Regions from separate parts of the Salvelinus alpinus genome. Here region 2 is linked to region 1. Evidence: chromatin contacts called from public Hi-C data. All regions are on one chromosome and are shown on one strand. Each heading gives the region's core, a stretch centred on a gene start, on an enhancer-like site or on the middle of the called end of the contact. The rest is flanking DNA. Distances are from core to core; before and after follow the strand shown. Region 1 holds the start of LOC139537783 (rho GTPase-activating protein 26-like). Region 2 holds the start of LOC139537784 (glucocorticoid receptor).

Evidence for each region. Hi-C and Micro-C count contacts between places; a contact is called where the count stands out from the background.
Region 2: a contact with region 1 is called in a Hi-C map of muscle, with 12 times the contacts expected there. The contact joins the promoter of LOC139537784 here to the promoter of LOC139537783 in region 1. A contact is called at or near these places in 2 of 3 Hi-C or Micro-C datasets (muscle and red muscle).

What each region holds. Positions count from the first base shown.
Region 1 is chr13:45,763,687-45,769,737 of SLU_Salpinus.1, reverse strand. It overlaps LOC139537783 (rho GTPase-activating protein 26-like), which reads right to left and starts at 1,715. Exons shown (of 23, transcript XM_071339557.1): 1 at 1,100-1,715. The coding sequence starts at 1,253.
Region 2 is chr13:46,019,685-46,025,197 of SLU_Salpinus.1, reverse strand. It overlaps LOC139537784 (glucocorticoid receptor), which reads left to right and starts at 3,515. Exons shown (of 10, transcript XM_071339560.1): 1 at 3,515-3,634.

The DNA of each region.
Region 1 (6,051 bases), core at 466-2,965:
TAAATGCCACACTAACAGACGTGTAAAGTGGGGTTGAAGAATCGCCTAAAGCCTCTGGTGTAGTGTAAGGTTTACTTTCTCTCTGTGGTGAGAGGTTACAAACATGTACTTGTTGTTGTGCCACCAGCAACCAGAACAAGGACAAAGCAGAGGGACTTGCCCAGAAGGTTAATTCTGGATTTAATTCGCACAAAAGTGGAAAGCTTTGAAATAATGTGAAAAGTGGTGCGATCTTGTCCAGAGCGACTTACAGTAAGTAGTGAGTTCATACATTTTCATATTGTATTTGTACTGGTCCCTCGTGGGAGTCAAACACACAACGCCAAACTCTACCAACTGAGCCACACAGGGTAATACACATGTAACATACAATTAAAACACAGCAGCTACACAGCCAACTGTACCTACAACAGCTGACTATCCCTAACCCCAGTTCTCCTCTGACCTGGGACTGTCGGTCACTACGGGTCATTCAGTTTGATTTCTAGATGTCCCTGACAGACAAAAGCAGAATGATCCAGACCGTTAATGGCAGCTGACTGGGCACTGTGCAGAACAGCATGGACTATCTGTTTACTGGCCTGTTTTGAACATCTATCATGCGTTAGAGTGGAGCGGAAACTTCCGGGATGTGTATAGTAGTGTAGTAACAGTGTGTGTCACCCTATGAGACAACTGTGGCTAAATGTAAACACTAGCTCTTGAACTTCACACTGACAGACTGGTGATTGGTGAACATGGACTTTAGCTTGAGGCTTAATGATACATTGTTCCAAATTCCATGTTCAACCAGCATGCACCTGTCAAGAGTTCTACTGCCCTCTATCTGATGATGTTCAATGACTAGGCTAAGTCCTAACCAACTAATTATGCATGAAAAGATCAGGCAATTATGGAAACGTTATACGTTACCATTCATACTTTATATATACACAATATAGGCTACTTTAAATCTAAAATCATCTTTAAGAAGATTAGAAATCTATCACATAGGGCTCTATGATAGGGCAATGTCTTCATTCATAGTTGTTTGGGAATTTAGCTGGGCACAGAAGAGCAGTCATCATCACAACACAAGATAGCAAATGGATGATCTTACTTTTCAATGCTTGGATGAGCGCCTTCCCATCTTTGATTAGTTCTTTGATGAATTTGTTGGTCTTGTCCAGTTCCAGTTCGTGAGACTTTAATCTGTCTCGGAACTGTGGACTGTCCAGATAGCAATCACTAAACTCCAGAGCAGGCAGTCCCATGTTTCCTCTGAGTCCACAGCACCCGAGGTCGGAGGAGGAAGAAATCGTTGACTGGTGATGTGCAATCCACTTAAGAAGGTAGCGGAACACAGAGATTAACACTATGCAGATACCTGTCTACATTACACTACATAGCCAACGCAATAATCTTGCTGACAACATGCAGGCGGGCAACGTGGATCTGGTTTATTTTAGCCTAGGATCCAAACGGTATCCCCCAAAAAATCGCACGCGAAAAAAACTGTGCTTGTATAGGAGGGAAGTACTGAAAGAATATTCACTTATTGGCAGTCAACGATGCCAGGCAACCTGTGCATTCGTCATGACAACGCCGTACTGGTAAGGAAAATAGGAGGAAAATGAAAGAAAAAACGAGGTACGGTAGTTGCTGATTCTTCTCTGGGCGTTTTAAATGCAGAGCTGTCTCTCAAGCGTTGGTGTTCGTTCCATCGTACCAACCTACCCCGAAACAGATAATCCTATGATGGATGCAGCTCTAGACCAATAGCATTGCTCAGTACCAAAACAGTCCGAGAAGGGAAGGCGCACTACAGTTGCGGGAGATGGGTGCATAAAGGAAGGGTTGGTTGGTCAAAAACGCAGTGATGTCACTTTAAAGAGCGGGGAATTTCGTTTTTTTTTTTTTTTTTTTTTTACATCAACCTGCTAAGGCTAGGATAAGAAAAGCGACAACTTGTTGTTAAATCTTCAACTGTTGTCCATTGGGAGAGCAATTGTTAGGTAATTACACACATCACAAGCCTTTATGTACTCTGCATAGTTGCAAATGAAAATGTTATCCATAATTTCAAACAATGTGACTGTTTATGACAACTTTAAACTAGCTATAAACAAATTAATAGTTTAGAAACTACTTATAAGTAAGTAAGTATTGCACTATAGAGAGAGAGAGAGCGAGAGAGAGAGAAAGAAAGAAAGAAAGGGTGTGTGTGTGTGTGTGTGTGTGTGTGTTAGAGGTCGACGAATTTAGATTTTTCAACTCCGATACCGATGCCGATTATTTTAGGACCAAAAAAGCCGATACCAATTAATCAGATGATTTATATATATATATTTATATATATATGTGTAATAATCACAATTACAACAATACTGAATGAACACTTTTATTTTAACTTAATATAATAGATAAATGAACATCTATTTAGTCTCAAATAAATGATGAAACATGTTCAATCTGGTTTAAATAATGAAAAAACACAGTGTTGGAGAAGAAAGTAAAAGTGCAATATGTGCCATGTAAAAAAGCTAACATTTAAGTTCCTTGCTCAGAACATGAGAACGTATGAAAGCTGGTGGTTCCTTTTAACATGACACTTCAATATTCCCAGTTAAGAAGTTTTAGGTTGTAGTTATTATAGAAATTTTAGGACTATTTCTCTCTATAACATTTGCATTTCATATACCTTTGACTATTGGATGTTCTTATAGGCACTATAGTATTGCCAGCCTAATCTCGGTAGTTGATAGGCTTGAAGTCATAAACAGCGCTGTGCTTCAAGCATTGCGAAGAGCTGCTGGCAAACGCAGGAAAGTGCTGTTTGAATGAATGCTTATGAGCCTGCAGCTGCTTACCACCGCTCAGTCAGACTGCTCTATCAAATATCAAATCATAGACTTAACTATAATATAATAAACACACAGAAATACGAGCCTTAGGTCATTAATATGGTCGAATCCGGAAACTATCATTTCGAAAACAAAACGTTTATTCTTTCAGTGAAATACGGAACCGTTCTGTATTTTATCGAACGGGTGGCATCCATAAGTCTAAATATTGCTGTTACATTGCACAACCTTCAATGTTATGTCATAATTATGTAAAATTCTGGCAAATTAATTACAATCTTTGTTAGGAAGAAATGGTCTTCACACAGTTCGCAACGAGCCAGGCGGCCCAAACTGCTGCATATACCCTGACTCTGCTTGCACAGAATGCAAGAGAAGTGAGTAAATTTCCCTAGTTAATATTGCCTGCTAACATGAATTTCTTTTAACTAAATATGCAGGTTTAAAAATATATACTTGTGTATTGATTTTAAGAAAGGCATTGATATTTATGGTTAGGTACATAGGTGCAACGACAGTGCTTTTTTCGCAAATGCGCTTATTAAATCATCACCTAATGAACATCCAATCACATTAACTGTTACTCTCTCGCGGGAATTCCATTAACGGTCCGTATGTAGCCAAATGTAGCTGCTGCTCATTCAGTTTGCTTGAAAATGGATGAATGGTTAAAAAAGTAAGGCCCGTGTCCATAGAGACACATACCAGCTCTACTGGTAGATCTGCTACTACCAGCAGTACTACAGCTGTCGACGACACAAGTTGTTCTGCTTCCATGAGCACATCCAATGCTAGCATCAGTAATTCTACATTTGTTGTTTGCCCAGCTAGCATGGACACTTGTGAATCTGATGCAGCCGAAGAGCTAATTCTCCCTTACCCGGGAAAGCACTGAACAACAGACAGGGACGTTGGACCACAGAAGAGGCGCAAATATGATGAGAACTACATTGATTTGGGGTTCACTTATATTGGGAGTAGTGCCTTTCCTCAGCCACAGTGTGTTATATGTGCAAAAGCATTATCTCACAACTCGATGAAACCTTCACTCTTGCGCAGACATTTAGAAACAAACATGCCAATTTGAAAAATAAGCCATTCAAGTTTTTTGAGCGAGAATTAAGACGACTTTCGAGTAGTAAGACATGTATAAAAGCAACAGATACCATTAATAAGAAGGGGCTAGAAGCGTCTTATATGGTGAGCTACCGAGTGGATAAGACAAGCCCCATACTATTGTGGAGGACTTCATTCTTCCTGCTGCCGCGGATATGGCTGGGACAATGCTGGGGGAAAAGGCCATTAAAACTATACAGACAATGACTTCATCAAACAACAATTTTTCACAACGCATCAGTGACATGGCAGGAGATGTTTTGAAACAATTACTGCTTTGTTTCAAAACAAGCCAGTGAATTATATGCGTTACAGCTGGATAAGTCAACAGACGTGGCAGGCCTGGCACAGCTCCTGGTATATGTCTGTTACTTTTATGGGGGTTCAATAAAGGAAGACATCCTCTTCTGCAAACCATTGGAAACCAGGACCACAGGAGAGGATATTTTTAAAGTACTGGACAGCTTTGTGACATCAAATGGACTTTGGTGGTCAAGATGTGTTGGTATCTGTACTGATGGCGCAAAAGCCATGACAGGGAGACATAGTGGAGTGGTAAGGGGCGTTGCTCCCGAGGACACTTGGGTACACTGCAGCATCCACCGAGAGGCTCTTGCTGCCAAGGGAATGCCCGACAGCTTGAAAGACATTTTGGACACTACAGTGAAAATTGTTAACTTTGTTAAAGCAAGGCCCCTGAACTCTTGTGTATTTTCTGCACTATGCAATGATATGGGCAGCGACCATGAAACACTTTTACAACATACAGAAGTGCACTGGTTATCAAGGGGCAAAGTATTGACACGTTTTTTTGAATTGAGAGACGAGCTTAAAGTTTTCTTTACTGACCATAATTTTCACTTGTCTGACTGCTTGCATGATGACGAGTTTCTCACACGACTGGCCTATCTGGGTGATGTTTTTTCTCGGCTGAATGATCTGAATTTAGGATTACAGGGACTCTCTGCAACTATATTCAATGTGTGGGACAACATTGAGACTATGATTAAGAAGTTGGAGCTCTTCTCTGTCTGCATTAACAAGGACAACACACAGGTCTTTCCATCATTGTATGATTTTTTGTGTGCAAATGAACTCAAGCTTACGGACAATGTCAAATGTGATATAGCGAAGCACCTGAGTGAGTTGGGTGCGCAATTACGCAGGTACTTTCCTGAAACGGATGACACAAACAACTGTATTCATTATCCCTTTCATGCCCTGCCTCCAGTCCACATAACGACATCTGAACAAGAGAGCCTCGTCGAAATTGCAACAAGCGGAAATTGCAACAAGCGGAAATTTAATTTAATCAGAAGCCACTGCCAGATTTCTGGATTGGGCTGCGCTCAGAGTATCCTGCTTGGCAAATCGCACTGTTAAGACACTGATGCCCTTTGCAACCACGTACCTATGTGAGAGTGGATTCTCGGCCCTCACTAGCATGAAAACTAAATACAGACACAGACTGTGTGTGGAAAATGATTTAAGACTGAGACTCTCTCCAATACAACCCAACATTGCAGAGTTATGTGCATCCTTTCAAGCACACTCTTCTCATTAACCTGTGGAGAGTTATTCACAATTTTTGATGAACAAATCAAGTTTTATATGTAAGATGGCTAAATAAAGAGCAAAATTATTGATTAGTATTATATTATTATTTGTGCCCTGGTCGTATAAGAGCTCTTTGTCATTTCCCACGAGCCGGGTTGTGACAAAAGCTCACACTCATTCTTATGTTTAATATATGTATCGTATAGTGCTTCAACACCTGTAATGCTTTCTGTTTGGGGTTTTAGGCTGGGTTTCTGTACAGCACTTTGTGACATCAGCTGATGTAAGAAGGGCTTTATAAATACATTTGATTGATTGATTGATTGATAGTGTGTGTGGCAGGCTTACAATGAAGGCAAAAAACAACATTTGAGAGTGCGCTGACCCTGGTGCTAGAGGAGGAATGTAGCTGGAGGCTGAATGTTTGAAGGGGTACGGGACTATAAAAAGTTTGGGAACCACTGCTGGACAGTACAGTGTCCCATGTATTCTAGTAGTGTCCCCTATACTGTGCAGTACAGTGTCCCATTAATTC
Region 2 (5,513 bases), core at 2,266-4,765, 250 kb before region 1:
ATTCTGCCAACAATGCCTTACTGCATATCATGGAATTTTGAGTCAAATGGAACCTATTTTTTAAACCTTGTATGAAGCTAGTTTTGTAGAATAATCTGGGATTTTGATATTTGACTGACTAGGATTGTGTTTGATTCATAGCTACCATGTTGTTGTCGTGTTGTGTTGCTACCATGCCATGTTGGTGTCTTAGATCTCTCTTGTCGTGATGTGTGTTTTGTCCTATATTTTTTTATCCCAGCCCTCGTCCCCGCAGGATGCCTTTTGGTAGGCCGTCATTGTAAATAAGAATTTGTTCTTAACTGACTTGCCTAGTAAAATAAAGGTTAAATAAAATATTAAATAAATAGCTGCCAAGTAGTTTCAACGCTGTCAGTTCCACTTCAAAAGCAGAGTGTTTCCTGTCTGCTTTAGGACAGTGTGTGCGCATGCTCCTGCCTCTCCCAAGCCATTACTCCATCTAAATGAGCCATCCACATGCCCATGACACACCCGTCAACCCTAATCAAATTGTTTGCATGGAGCCCTGCGTCTGCCTCATCTCTCTCCTACACCCTGAACCCACGTCCCTGGCGCACCACCCCGCTTACATCCCTCAAACAGCTGTAGAACCCGATGCTTTGTAAGACTTTGTTTCTATTGACCAATCACATCAGATCTTTTTCAGAGCGGTTCTGATTGGTCAAAATACCAATTAGTGAAAAAGATCAGAATTGGGCTACCTGTCTAAACGCAGCCAAACAGATAACCTTGGCATGTGTACAAAACAGGAATACCTTCCTAATATTGAGCTGCGCCCCCTTTTTCATTCAGAACAGCCTAGACTCGTCGAGGCATGGACTCTACAAGGGTGTCGAAAGTGTTCCACAGGGATGCTGGCTGGATGTCCTTATGGTTGTAGACTATTCTTGATACACATGGGAAACTGTTGAGCTTGAAAAACCCAGCAGCGTTACAGTTCTTGATACACTCAAACCAGTGCGCCTGGCACATACTACCATATCCCGTTCAAAGGCACTTAAATCTTTTGTTTTGCCCATTCACCTCCTGAATGTCACACATACACAATCCATGGCTTCGTCTTCTTCTTTTATGATATAATGGCGGCCCACAAACTAACGTTAAAGGTGCATGCCACCACCTACTGTGCTGGAGTGTGTTGTCAATCACAGTTTACAACATTTTGAAATCCTAACTCAGTACTTCTGAGAAAATAAAAAAGAGCCCTAATAACTTCTAATAGATCCTTCCCATTCCCCAAAATCCCTTCCAAACCCCATCCAACCTCAATGACCCTACACTTCAATCTTTCCCTCTCTTTAACATACTTACAACAATATAATAACACATGCTCCACCGTTTCATCGACCATGCACTCCAGACACAAACCACTCACATGCTTGCCAACCAGAGGTAATGACGAGTTCAATGTACAATGTCCTAAGTGCAATCGAGCAAACACCACCTCTTCCTTCCTAATCTGGCCCTTTAATCTTGGTCCACCGACCTTTCTTTGGAGGGCATATAAAATGCCGGCCGTTGTGCTCAGAGTCCCATCGCTTCTGCTACACATGATCAAAATGGCTCCGATCTTATATTTGTCTTCACCTCTACCCAGTGGAACATTAATATCAATTATATCTCGTTTCAAAGCTCTTTTAGCTAACTGGTCTACAATTTCATTCCCTTCCACACCTGAATGTGCTAGGACCCAGCAGAATCTCACTACTACACACATTCTCTCAATTCTCCATAATAACATTAATACCTCCTATTAGATTTACCAGATGATAAACTATTCAATACAGACAGAGAATACTTCTAACAGGTTCTAATTCTAACAGGTTGTATGTCCTCCACCCACTGGAGGGCAACTATTATCGATAACAGTTCAACTGAGTATACTGACAGTTCATCTGTTAGTCTTCTACATATCTGATAATCAAATTCAGGAACGTAAACGCCTGCTTCTGTGCGCCCACTATCTGGGTCCTTGGATCCATCTGTGAAAAGCAGTAAAAAAGCACAAAAACTTCAACCCGTCTCCTCCCCTTCATCTTCACTAATTGAAATGGATATAACAAGTGACATGAATAAGAGCTTTCACCTTGCTTCAACTGATGTCCTGGAAAGATTAGGTGTTCCTAATGTTTTGTACACTTAGTATATGTATCCTGAATGATGCAGTTCATCTTTAGCCCTTTGGGACCTCATTCAGCCTTTTTAAAGTACGTGTTGTGGGAAATTATGAGTAGTTTATTTTGATAAACATATTTTAGTATGACTAATTTCAAGTTGTTGAGAGGTCACAGCACAGCTGCCAACATTTCCAATACTGTTGACCACAGGTCTTTATGGTGATACAGTTCCACCTACAGTAGGCCTAAATGACTGTGGTGTGTCGATTACTAATTAAGTAAAAACTTCCTCAGACTAGATCCAGAAATTAGTCAATTAATTGCCAAGATGCATAATCCACAAGCTTTCAATATTACAAATGGTTAATATGAGTTTCCATGCACTAACAGAGTAGTCTACCATGTATGAGCACTTTATAAATGAAGTAACCATCGTTACTATTGTCATTAAAATGAAGGCCTTTTAGTAGGGTGTAGGCAGTACAATTCTGATCTTTGCCCAATTATTTGGAAAATATCTGTTTTGATTAGTCAAGACAGCAATTAGGGACAAAATATTAGAATTGGGCTGTGACACGCTGATTACATTTAGACAGGCAGCCCAATTCTGATATTTTTTTTCCCATTCATTGGTCTTCTGAACAATCACATCAGATATTTTTACATTAGATCTTTTTCAGAGCTGATCTGATTGGTCAAAAGACCAATTAGTAAAAATAATGTAAGAATTGGGCTGCCTGTTTAAACACAGCCATACAAACCTTTGCCTATCAAGCATGTTACTGTACATGTATAGTTAAATGTACTGTTATTTTATATAATTAGGCTAATCTAGACAAGTTCCTCAAAGTTGAAATATTAATGGAAGACAGTCATTGCATTCATCAACCTACATACTAATTAATTGGATTATTGTTACTTTATAGACGCGAAGATGCCTGCTTTTCACTTCAGTGTTATGAATCATTGGCATACATGAGAGCCTCTCTCTGCGCATGTTTGTTCTTAGTAAATTAGTCCGTTTTCTTTTTACGGGCGGTTCAAAGTCTCGCAATTATATTATGTTTTAATGAAGACATCGCGTTTATCGAATATTGTATTTCACCGAATCGGATACATTTTTTCCCCCAGATATGTAGATACTCTTTCTGAGAGCAGAGCGAAGGGAAACGGCGTTCCAGAGCCAGCTGTCATATGTGTTTATTTCCAGAGAGGTCGGTGGCTGTCAACGTGCCTTTCTTCCGTCTATCTACGGACTGTGCTGCGCCATTGAAATTCTGCACGTCAGGCACAATTTGCCGTGCTTTGGCTTGAAGTTCGCAAAATCGTGACTAACTGAAATGTCTCTTGACCGCGTTTTTAGTTTGTATTTAGTTAGCTGCCTTCACATACTGCAGTGTCGCGTGAAACGCGCGTCGAGGACGTAGTCTAGAAAGTTTCCTTGTATTTTAATTCAGTGGCACGCGCTTCGTTTGTACTTTTTTTCGTACTTGTTGGTAAGGCACAGTCTTCGCAATGGGTTGTCATTCGTAAATAACATTTTATACTTTGTTGTGGTCTCTTTTTTTTTTTTTACTCAGTCGTGTGTTATAACTAACAAGTATTGACAAACGTTAAAAAAGTTAACGTTTTGAAAGGTAGTTACGTAACGTTAGCTAGCTGCCATTGTGTGGGCGAGTTTGGCGAAACTTGTGAAAGCGAGGTAACGTTGCAAGTAATCGAACGAACTTTAAAAACGTGTTTTTTATTTTATTTTCAAGTTTGCTTGTTTACTTGATAAGTTTATTATCTCTAAATTGATTCGATAGTCAAGCCGACGTGCGCAGCCGTGTTTTTGACAGATTTTTCGAGTTCAGTCCTGTTTGTCTTTAGAGGGGCGTTTACCCTGAAGTGTCAAACTAGCTGCCCGGCCTCAGTTTGCTACATGTATGTGCACAAGCTAATATGTAGCTAACTATGATATTATGTAACGGTTAATGATTGTTATAACGTTATTGTACTGCATCATAGCAAGCTTTTGGTAATGTCAATGCTGATATCCTTCTTGAATTTTATAGCGAATTCATGTTTTCTTGTGCTTAATGTCTGATTTACATCTAGCTAGCAAGCTGAATTCGGTGCATTGCTAGCAAACGTACAGTACATGGCTAATTTGACGGCAGCTACTTTCTTTTAACGTTTGACACCCCCAGATATTTAGATTTGTTAGATTAAGTGATCAGGGGAATAACAGCGCACGAGATGGCTATGTCAAGGCTTTTTAACTAGCTAACGTTCGCTATATTTTCGTCTCGCGAGGAAAGTAGAAAGCCATTCAGCTTACGTTGCACGATAAATATTGGCTTTGAAGACTGTTTGGAAACCATAGATCTCATAATTCCAACAAACTGGAGATGAACTAGCTTGGGAAACTCCAATTTTTGATACAGGTAACATTAGCTAGTCATGTAATCAAATGTGTCCTTTGATTGCATCTTATTTGTTGTATTTTAAAAGCTATCTTGGATTATTAAACTAGTTACATCTGCTAGCCATGCATCCTGTGTATAACGTTACAGCATAAGTTTAGCATATATTTGATTGTGGAATGGTTTAGCTATAAGGTAGTGTGATCCCTGTGCTATGGCTTCTGTAGTTCGACGCCCACCATATCAGTGTAAAATTAGGCGACTCAGTGCTGTTAGAGCATTATCACTGTCGACCCCTGAGCCCATTGAGGATTTCATTAGCCATACTAGCTAAGCTTAATAGACATACTTTTGTTTTTAATTAAGGTATGATAATCACTTTCTCCTGTTTGACTTGATGCAATTGCCGGTCGCAGCCAACAGGTTGCACCACTGCGGCGCTTTCGTTTAGCTAGTACAGCTGGACATTACTGTGATACACTAAACCGTTTTTGCGCCCAATCACAGACGGCCAGATAAATGTTAAAGCTAGAGCGCTCCATTTTATTTGTAGCTAAGTTACACTTGTATTCTGATTTTTTGTTTTATGTAGAATGTGAGATTCTAAGATCAATCAAGAATAACGGCTATGGACATAAAATAGGATGTGCCACTGGTATAAAAAATAATGATTGAAGTGAACGACGATGTATAGTTCAAGGTAACGTTTTCAGATTAAATATAAACATTAAATAAGCGAACATCAAATCCCGAGAACAACATACTAGCTGTTATGTATAAATACAGTGCCCTCCGTAATTATTACAGATACAGCGAAGCATTTAAAAAAATCTTTATTTGGCTCATTACTCAAGGTTTGGAGTTGAAATCAAACAATGACTATGAGGTTAAAGTGCGAACTCATCCATATCGTGTGAACCGTTTAGAAATTACAGCACTTTTTGTACATGGTCCATTTTAGGGGACA